2 separate regions of the Triticum aestivum genome follow, and region 2 is linked to region 1. The links are chromatin contacts, called in public Hi-C maps. All regions are on one chromosome and are shown on one strand. Each heading gives the region's core, a stretch centred on a gene start, on an enhancer-like site or on the middle of the called end of the contact. The rest is flanking DNA. Distances are from core to core; before and after follow the strand shown.

What was found. A called contact is a pair of places that touch in the nucleus more often than the background predicts.
Region 2: a contact with region 1 is called in a Hi-C map of leaf, with 4 times the contacts expected there. The contact joins the promoter of LOC123058522 here to the promoter of LOC123061961 in region 1. A contact is called at or near these places in 2 of 5 Hi-C or Micro-C datasets (both in leaf).

The regions. Positions count from the first base shown.
Region 1 is chr3A:518,272,082-518,277,004 of IWGSC CS RefSeq v2.1, reverse strand. LOC123061961 (probable glutamate carboxypeptidase LAMP1) reads right to left here and starts at 1,557. Exons shown (of 12, transcript XM_044485252.1): 1 at 423-1,557; 2 at 266-333. The coding sequence starts at 1,439.
Region 2 is chr3A:518,477,518-518,482,491 of IWGSC CS RefSeq v2.1, reverse strand. LOC123058522 (profilin-2) reads left to right here and starts at 2,588. Exons shown (of 3, transcript XM_044481236.1): 1 at 2,588-2,831; 2 at 2,920-3,057; 3 at 3,169-3,657. The coding sequence starts at 2,709. The coding sequence ends at 3,303.

The sequences.
Region 1 (4,923 bases), core at 308-2,807:
CAAGCAAGCAAAATAAGATGCACTTGACAGGAATATCATATATCTTACGGGGTGAAATTAGCTACACCTGAAGCTGAAGGTCTACGAATGGTCCAAAAGCAGTGCTCGGTATTTGGAAGTGCTCAGGCACGATGCATATTTTACTTCAACTTGCAGTCTAATAGAAGCTTCCGCGACAAGGCAGCGGAGGCATTTTAAAACCGAAAAGTTACACTACTAGTACTTGATGATGGTTGATGATGCAGGATGAGAGATAATGAGTTACCTGTCCGGCTCTTCTGCGCCTTCGATCACCGCGAAGACATTCTCAATCGTCGCCATCGTATCATTGCCCTGCAAATTCCAAGCAAAAGCATCGTACAACAATCGCACCTGAAAAAGAATCTGGCAAACGAGACAAAAGCGCCTCGAATTTAACGTACTTGATACGTCAGGTTCAGCACGGCCGGCCCTGGGCCAAGCCGGTACGCGGGGCTGCCGTCCCGGCCCTGCCAGCCCGCCGGCGCCTCGGCCCCGCCCAGGACCCGCTGGATCTCCGCCGCGTCCCGCGCCGACACCGGGAGCGCCGGGATGCCCGGCATGTCGTCGGTGGCCATGGCGTCCTCCACGCTCACGCGCTCGCACCCCTCGGACGACGCCCACATCGGCGTCGTCGGGTCGCCCACGCCCCGGAACAGGCTCCCCACCTGCACGCCGCTCGGGGGCAGCCACCGCGAGTCGGGGAACGTCCCCTCCCCGGCCGGGCCGCCGTACTCCAGCGGGTCGGGGTACACCAGCGCGGCCGCGGCGCCCGCCGCGCGCGCGTTGTGCACGATGTCCTCGCAGTGGATCCTCCCGTACCGCGCGAGCGCCACCTTTCCCGCGACGTCGACCCCGCGGGAGGCGAGGTAGGCGAAGTCCTCCTCGCGGCCGTAGTTGGCGTACACGGCCTCCGCGGACACCGACCCGGAGGCGGAGTAGGCGAAGAAGGTCGGGGTCACCTCGGCCGCGGCGCGCGCGTAGGGGTCGCTGGGGTAGGTGTCCTGGGTGAGGGAGAAGGGCTTGGCGGCGCGGCCGGGCCCCGCGGAGAGGGAGAGGGAGCGGTGGACGGGGTAGGAGAGGAGGACGGAGTAGGGCGTGATGTGCGACGGGATGGAGAGGGAGGAGAAGGCGTGGAGGACGTAGGCGGCGGTGAGGGAGTTGGCCTTGGTGCCGGCGACGTGGGGGTGCAGGGTGAGCGCGCGGAGGTGGGAGGCGGCGGTGTTGTTGGAGCCGAGGGAGAGGAAGAGGGAGCCGAGGTTGGGGGACGGGGTCGGCGGCGAGCGGAGGACGGCCAGGAGGAGGAGAGCGGCGGCCGCGGCGAGGGCGGCGAGTATGGAGGGGAGGAAGCGGCCGCGGCGATGGGGCTTGAACGGCGGAGGCGAGGGGGAGAGGAGGGAGGCGGCGTCGGGGCGGGACATGGCGGGAGACGGGGGTAGCTGGGAGGGAGAGCGGATGCAGGGAAGGGGTCAGTGGTAACGACTAGCTGCATTTGAAGTGATGATGGGTGCTCTGCTTTGCTCTGTTTCCACACCACCGAGATGGCCGCCTGCCGTTTCTTAACTTGCGGCGATCGCGACGTCTTGTATTGCGCGATGGCAATGCTAGCGCTGCACCTGCCGGCCGTGCGGCAACACTACGTACCACGGCATCATTTTTGGCCTCCTTCGCTCGGTTCGGTCACGCTCAGCTAATGCATGCTGAAAACCATATTCTATATTTATTTATTTTTGTCAGGGATTTTATATTTAATTTGGTTATTCATAAAATGCCAGCCTGTATTATAGGAGAACCACTAGCACGCAATTTAGTTGTAAGCACCTGTGGTTACGTGCAAGATATGTGGTGTGTTAACTTTTCGTTCCAGTGATGAGGTTACAAGGACACACACTTATATGCAGAACAGAGCAATTTAAACAACTATTCACACTACATTTGGGACTACAATAATAAGATTGCTCATAATAAAAACACGGCCTAAGCAGATAGCTATATTAGACACAACATACGGACTAAATAAAACACATTAAACATCCAGGATCAAGGCAAGTGCTTCGTCGTGCTTCTTGCACTTGGCCACCACCTCTTGCATCGAAAAGGTTGAGGTTGTGCGCCTTGAAGGTGACGAGGTAACCCACCTTCAGTTGGTGAGCTGCGGCGAAGCCCACCCACCCATTATCAAGGGCTAACCTTCAGTTGACCTCCCGGAGCGTGACCCTCTAGTTGCAGCCGGTGTCCTCAGAACGACTTTCGGTGCAATGTTGGTCATGTGCTTACGGAAGCCATCGGGGATTCGCAGTAATTCCAACACATGCGCTAAGATCACCTTATAGAAGTCCGTTGGACCTGCATCCTCATGAAAATGGCCGAAATTCGCCGCCTTGACCTGAAGCATCTTTGACGCACTGACCTCTGCCACCTCCTTGCCCTTCGACCAGTTACCCTCGGCAACATTGCTGAGCACAAGCTTCCCAACAGAGCACTGCAATGATGACATGAACAAGATCAATGAATGAACATGTAGCATGGACTGATCACGAAGATCAACACACTAACACGTATAGCCAACTACCATTGACATGGAAAACATTGAAACTACCGCACTACCATATAAGCAAACTCCTGATCTTGCCATTAGAAATCGTACAACAAGATTAAGAGTTTTCATGCCAACATGCACATGCCCAATTAGAGCCCTATCAAACCCTTAATCGATCCCAATATCGACACCTAAACCCAACCCAATATTGACACCCTAATTTGACCGGGCATAAACACCCAAATCAAGTGCCCTCCTTGCGTTCGCTTAGCCCTGGTCTTGGAAATATGTCCTAAAGGAAATAATAAATGTATAATTATATTTCCATGTTCATACTTCAGTTTATATTTATGCGATATTATTGTATTGGTTCTTGAATATGAGATTCCGGGGAAAACTCAATTACATGTGGGGAGTTATAAAGACCAAGTGAATCCTCAGCCATGCCTCCAGGACTAGCTCATGTATTGATGATTATGATATTGTTTTCCTTATCATGGGAATTGTTAATCGCTTGCGGGGATCGAGCATCGCCATTAATTACCATGCATGTTGATGCACATGATCCCTTTTTTCATGGGACACGGCAATGGTGGCCCTTAACCCACGCTCGCACGACAGATTGATAATTGGGCCAATAGCGCCACATGGCTCGGTCGGCCCATAGATAAGAGTAATCCCTGCTGATAAAGCCCTGCTAGATCTTCATCGGATCCCGAGCGTGGGAATATTTCGCGACTCAATTGCGCGGGAATGTTTCCGGACTACGATTCAACATGGATACATCCAGACGCTTGTGAGAAGTCGAGTGTTGGAAATTTGCCCTAGAGGCAATAATATTGTATTATTATATTTCTCTGTTCATAATTAAGAGTTTATATTATATGCTATAACTACTATGATCCTGGAATATGTGATTCAGTGGACCAAATGAATCCCCAGTCATGCCTCCAGGACTAGCCCATGTATTGATGACTATGATCGTGTTTTCCTTATCATGGGAATTGTTAATCACTTGCGAGGATCGTGGGAGTGGCCATTAATTACCATGCGTATCGATGCACATGATCCCTTTTTTGATGGGACATGACAATGGTGGCCCTTAACCCACGCTCGCAAGAGGATGTCCAGGGATGCTTGGATCACTTGACTGTATGCAGTGGGCATGGAATAATCATCCTACGGGATGGAAGCTTCATTAAAAAGGCCACTGCAACCATCCAACGATCGTTCTTGAGGCAGTTGCAATGAAGGATCTTTGGATATGGCATTCATTCTTTGGTTTGCTTGGCTCGAATAATGACTTGAATGTGCTCTTGAGATCACTGTTGTTTTCTAGGCTTATTACAGGAGATACTCCTGCTTGAAACTACTCGGTCAAAGGGCACAACTACAGATGGGTTACTACCTTGCGGATGGCATCTATCCATCATGGGCCACATTATCCAAAACAATTCTACGTCCGAAAGGTAACAAAAACATTCAATTTGCCAAATGTCAAGAAGCTGCCAGGAAAGATGTGGAGAGAGCCTTCAGTGTGCTTCAGAAGCGCTTTGCAATTGTTCGTGATCCTACCGAGTACTGGAGGTCCAAGGTTCTATGGAAGATCATGACTTATTGCATCATATTGCATAACATGATCATTGAAGACGAGAGGGATATGTCTGAGAACTTTCGGTGCATCACCAATGGGACACTGGCTGAGCCAGAATATGATACGAACAGGATCCTGGCATTCCTTGAAGGGTATCACAAGATCAAGAACCGACAAGTCCATGCTCAGCTCCAACAAGATCTTATTGAGCATCACTGACGACGTCATAGAGAGTCCTAGTTGTTCTGTCACATGTTATTTTCTACATTTGGACCATTCGGTGTGTTCAAATTTGAATAATTTGGTTTGTTAACTTAAAATTCGGTGTGTAAACTATATTCATGATTTGCTTGAACATAATCATATTATGTTTAGTTTCTATATGTGTGATCATATGTAGTTGCAATGTATACTATAATTGCAAAGTTAGAAAAGACAAAAAATACTCTGTTATATATAGGGGATTGGCTAGGTCCGGTCAAATCATACTCCATGAAGGGTTTACTCCGCCGGATCCTCCAATATTTTAGGGGATCGGTTAGAAATGCCCTTATATGCCACTGAACACAAAACAATCTACGACATCTGACTCAGACCCATACAGTCGGTAGCATAGTGCACCTTTTTTCTTCTAGAGAAGGAGGTTAAAACCCCCGGCCTCTGCATCAGTCGATGCATAGGACCATCTTTATTAATTATTCAACAAAGGTCTGACAAGAAAATACATAAAAGCCACCCGAAGCCACCACTCACATGTACAAACTCGATAATG
Region 2 (4,974 bases), core at 1,339-3,838, 200 kb before region 1:
ATTGTCTAGTATCACGTGTAAGTTGCCTACCATGACTACCCATCAAAGTTGTTGCTACATGACCCACCTTGTTTCTTATCATGACTACCAATCAACTCAATGCTCTTATAAAGATGGCTATCATGACCTCACATTGCTTAGCGTAACCAATGAAATTGCTTCTGATGAAAATATTCTCAAGCAACTTCGTGCCACGGAGAGGCAACTTTTGTTTTACAGTAAACAACTTTCTCTTAGGTAGTGTATCATGATCACTTATCATCCAAATGTTCTTTTGAATTGGCTACGATGACTACCAAGTTGCCTACAATCACCTATAAGTTGCCTACCAAGCTGCCTACCATCACGTGTAAGTTGCCTACCATGGCTATCTATCAACTTTGATGCTACATAACGCACCTCGTCACTAAGTTGTCTATGATAGCTACATATCAAATCAATGCTTTTATAAGTTGTCTATCATGAACGTCTACTTGCCTAGCGCCACCTATGATGTTTCTTTTGATGAACTTTTTTTCTTGTCAGATATACAACTTTGGTGGACAGGAAGGCAACTTTTGAAATAAGATAAGCAACTTTCGGTTAGGTTATGTATCATGGTCGCCTATCAGCCCAATGTTCTTTTGAGTTGCCTAATATGACTAACAAGTTGTCTAGTATCACATGTAAGTTGGGTGCCATGACTACCTTTCAACTTTGGTGATACATAAAGCACTTTGTTGCAATGTTTCCTATAGTGACTACCTATCATCACAGTGACGGTCAAGTTGATTAGCATCGCATATTAAGTTTCCTTCAACAAACTATACTACATATCAAATCAATGCTTTTATAAGTTGACAAAAGGAAAGGGCAGCCTCCCTACTGACACATACTTGCCAAAGTGTTGGTTACAACTTGCCTGATCACATAGAAAAATTTGCCTAAAGAAAAAATAGTTGCTCATGCTGATTATTCACTTCGATTGGGTTACCTAGTGCGAAGCAACACACACTAGTCTGCATCATAAAACAAAATGAAAAATGGGCACAGTTCAAAATGCACCACGAGTTCTACTTCTATTACAGATACAAAGCCAGTTTAGAATTTACAGCGAGTATACGAACGGTAGAACTTCTCGAATTCCTTCAGTGTGGGAGCACACTCCACCTTCTCAAGCAACACTCACCACCTAGCAAAAAAGTGCCCTGCATCAATCACACAGGCAATACAGATAGGTTCTGAAAACTGCACATTTCAAAAATCTTTTCTTCTTCAATCTCATATGTGGTCAGGCCCTTGTTTTTGAGGAAGGAGAGGAACTTGATGGCGTTCTGGACGTACTTCCCTCAACGGCTGCGTCTGCAGCAGCGCCTTGAAGGCTAGCTGCGGCTGCATCTCGCCACCGTCGGCGTCTGCTGCTACTAGGTGCGACGGCCGAGCATTTGCTGGGTGCGGCGCTCATCTCTGGGAGTAGGTAAGAGGAGGAGGCGGCGGCCGGGGTTGTGCTTGGTGTGGCGCGCGGCGCCGGGAGGAGGATCAGGGCGGCATCCGCTTAACCAGGAGGAGGAGCACGACGGCGGAGGGATGCGTGGCCTGGAGAAGGAGCGGGCGGCGGACGCATCTCATGGGAGGAAGTGCAGGCGGCTGGTGGTGGAACGACGAGCAGGTGGGATGAGTGGATAAGGTGCGGGAGGTGGGCGACGCGTATGTTGTTTTGTCGATAGTGCGTGCGCTCGGGACGACTATCTGTTGATGCTAAGTGCGTTCGGTTTATTCGGTTTACATGGTCCAATTTATACGGTTTTTCAGTTTGTACGGTATTAATACTTCGGTAAATATGGTATGAAATTAAAATACGGTTCGGTTTTGGTATATACCAAATTATTTCGGTATGGTTTCGGTATATATACCATAAAAACCAAAGTTGACGCGAATTTGGAAATGATGTAATAATAATTAGCAAATTTATGACTCAAAACACATACTATTCTACACAAATAGTATATGACTATATATACAAGTATATATGCATGCATTGATTCATCTGTTGATGGTTATGGACGTGCTTAGCATTTTAAAAATAGAAAAATGACTATGTTACAAGAAAAAAGTACGTGCTTAGTAGTGCATTTGACTCATGTACAAGAAAAATGGCAACTTGTATGGTTGTTCATCTCAAGAAATATAAATTTATTTTTTACTTCGGTTTATTCGGTTAACCGTTCGGTTTTCCGGTATATACCATAAAAACCAAATTCAAATTGGTATGAAAAGTTCATACCATACCGAAATCAGAAACCATAAAAACCATAAAATTGATTGGGTTCGGTTTATTTTCGGTATGGTTTTTCTGTTCGGTTTTTAAATGCACAGAGTGACCAATGGCAAGGCCGAAATTGCGGCCGAATCCACGGGTGTGTGCGACGTACGTACGGCTGTGGGTGGGGCTCATGTTGATGGCAGCGCACCGAAGGAGGCGCGAAGTTGAAGGGCGAACTCAGGATGGATGGGTGGTTGGGACGAAGCAGCAGTTGGGATCCAGACATTTCCCCCCTCGGCCTCTTCCTCTCCTCTCCCACCCTATTTATACCGGCTTCCGCCCCCCGCGATTGCACACCCACCGCCGGTTACGTGCGCCTCGATCGCCACCGCGACAAGCCGCAGCAGCAGCGAGAGAGACCGATCGACCCCGTTTCCTTGCCGGAGCGCCGCCGGGGAAGGCGAAGATGTCGTGGCAGACTTACGTGGACGAGCACCTGATGTGCGACATCGAGGGCCACCACCTCGCCTCCGCCGCCATCCTCGGCCACGACGGCACCGTCTGGGCCCAGAGCGCCGATTTCCCGTCGGTACGTCGAACCCACTCGTTGCTATTTGGCGCCTGCATGAGCCATGCATGCGCCGACGATCTCTGACATGTTTGCATGCGTGATCCAGTTCAAGCCGGCGGAGATGGCCAACATCATGAAGGACTTCGACGAGCCGGGGACCCTCGCCCCGACCGGGCTGCTACTCGCAGACGCCAAGTACATGGTCATCCAAGGTGAACCTGGCGCCGTCATCCGCGGCAAGAAGGTAACCATGCATGCACGTCGGACCCTTCTCATCTCTGCCCTCACCGACCAAACCAAACGTAAAATCAATCGCCGTTGGATCGGATCCGTTCCATTCCGTCCGTGATCGCAGGGCGCGGGAGGCATCACCCTGAAGAAGACCGGGCAGGCGCTGGTGGTCGGCATCTACGACGAGCCCATGACCCCGGGGCAGTGCAACCTGGTGGTGGAGAGGCTGGGCGACTACCTGGTAGAGCAGGGCATGTAGACGACGACGACGACCACGCCACGCCGCCGCAGCACCAACAATACTACCGGCCAAAAGACACAGTAGATCTCCACGCGCACGCATATGGGATTGTGGTTCAATTTCTCTCGCATCCTCCTCTAATCCTCTCTCCCTGTCCCGGCAACTACTTACCACCCCTCTTGATTCATCCGCGATATTTTCCCCCCTTGTTTCATGATGATGAGCCGTTCGTTTCGGCTAATAATTTTGATTTTTCTCTCCTATACGTATCGTTTTGGTCATTTGGGTTGCCCGTTTGAGTTGTGGATCCGGAACAATATATATATGTGATTGCCATTGGTATTTTGCAATATACGAGAATATTTATGTGTATTCCATCGTGTGGTCTGCCTTTTTTTTAGCTGTCTGCTTCAACTCCATATACATCGTTCCTATTCTGCTCCTGCAGGATCGTTTGAAGAAAAAAGCAAACAATATATATTTTTTCGGTTATGCAAGAAAAAAAAGATATTCACTGAGGAATCCACTCAAATTTGATGCGCATAGACTCTTTATTGGGCTTATTAAAAGGCCATAGCCATTTTCGGCGGGGGGACGAGCCACATAAAAGATTCGTTCGATCAAACAATTTAGTCCACATGCTGCCCGATGGCCTCCAGCGGACCAGCCCAAAAACGCAATTCCCTCGAAGAATGTAAAAAAAAACATGAATTGCAATGTTGTGGGCCCAAAAACTGCTCCCGCCTCTCCCAACAAATAGACAAAAAGACATAAAAATGCACTAGACTGAAAAAAAAACTCCCCAAAAATAATCTAGGACAGATTAAAAAAATCTTTAGTTGTCAAGATATTATGAAAACAAAAAAAAACCACAAAAATGTATTTATAGAATAGAACAAAAAGATTTCTACAAAGTTTGACATTGGTGATGTACAACAAAATTCTGAAAATGCCATATCAATAGATCGAATTTTCTTAACTTTGCCATCTTTAATACACCAATTTACTTGCATTTTTCTTACACACAACCAGGAAAGGTAAAAACATAGAGAAAATTGTCATCGCAAAATTTAAATTTTGCCATGGTAAACTCGATGAATTTTCCATAGAATATAATATAAATTTGCAATAGTCAAATACAGCAAAAACAACATACACAGGAAAAACTGCCATGGTATTAAACGAGAAAACATGGCAAACCTTGATGGAAAATGTTCTATATATCATGGTTAGTTAGCAAAAAAGTTTATACTTGTAATTAAGGATTTTGTTTAAGAAAAGGTTTTGTTTCACAATGGTTTTGTGTTTTGGCGGTTTTATGTACATGGTAAAAATCAGGAGGTGTTGAACATTATACATGGGTAGCATGGCAAAAAGTTATAAGATTTTTGCCATGTCAAAAATTATTTTAGTGACATGGCAAAATTTATAGATTTTTGCCATGGAAAAAATTGTGTTGGTGAAATGGAAAAAATGTATTGATAACAAGGCAAACATTATAAGATTTTTGCCATGGAAAAATTTTTGTTGGTGAAATGAATTTATATTGGTGTCATGGAAAAATAGTAATGAAATTTTTGCCTTGGCAAAATTTGTGTTGGTTACATGGCAAAAAAATATTGGATTAAATACATTACAAAGAGTTTTAAAAGTCTTTTGCCATGGTAAAAAGTTTTAATAAATTATTAA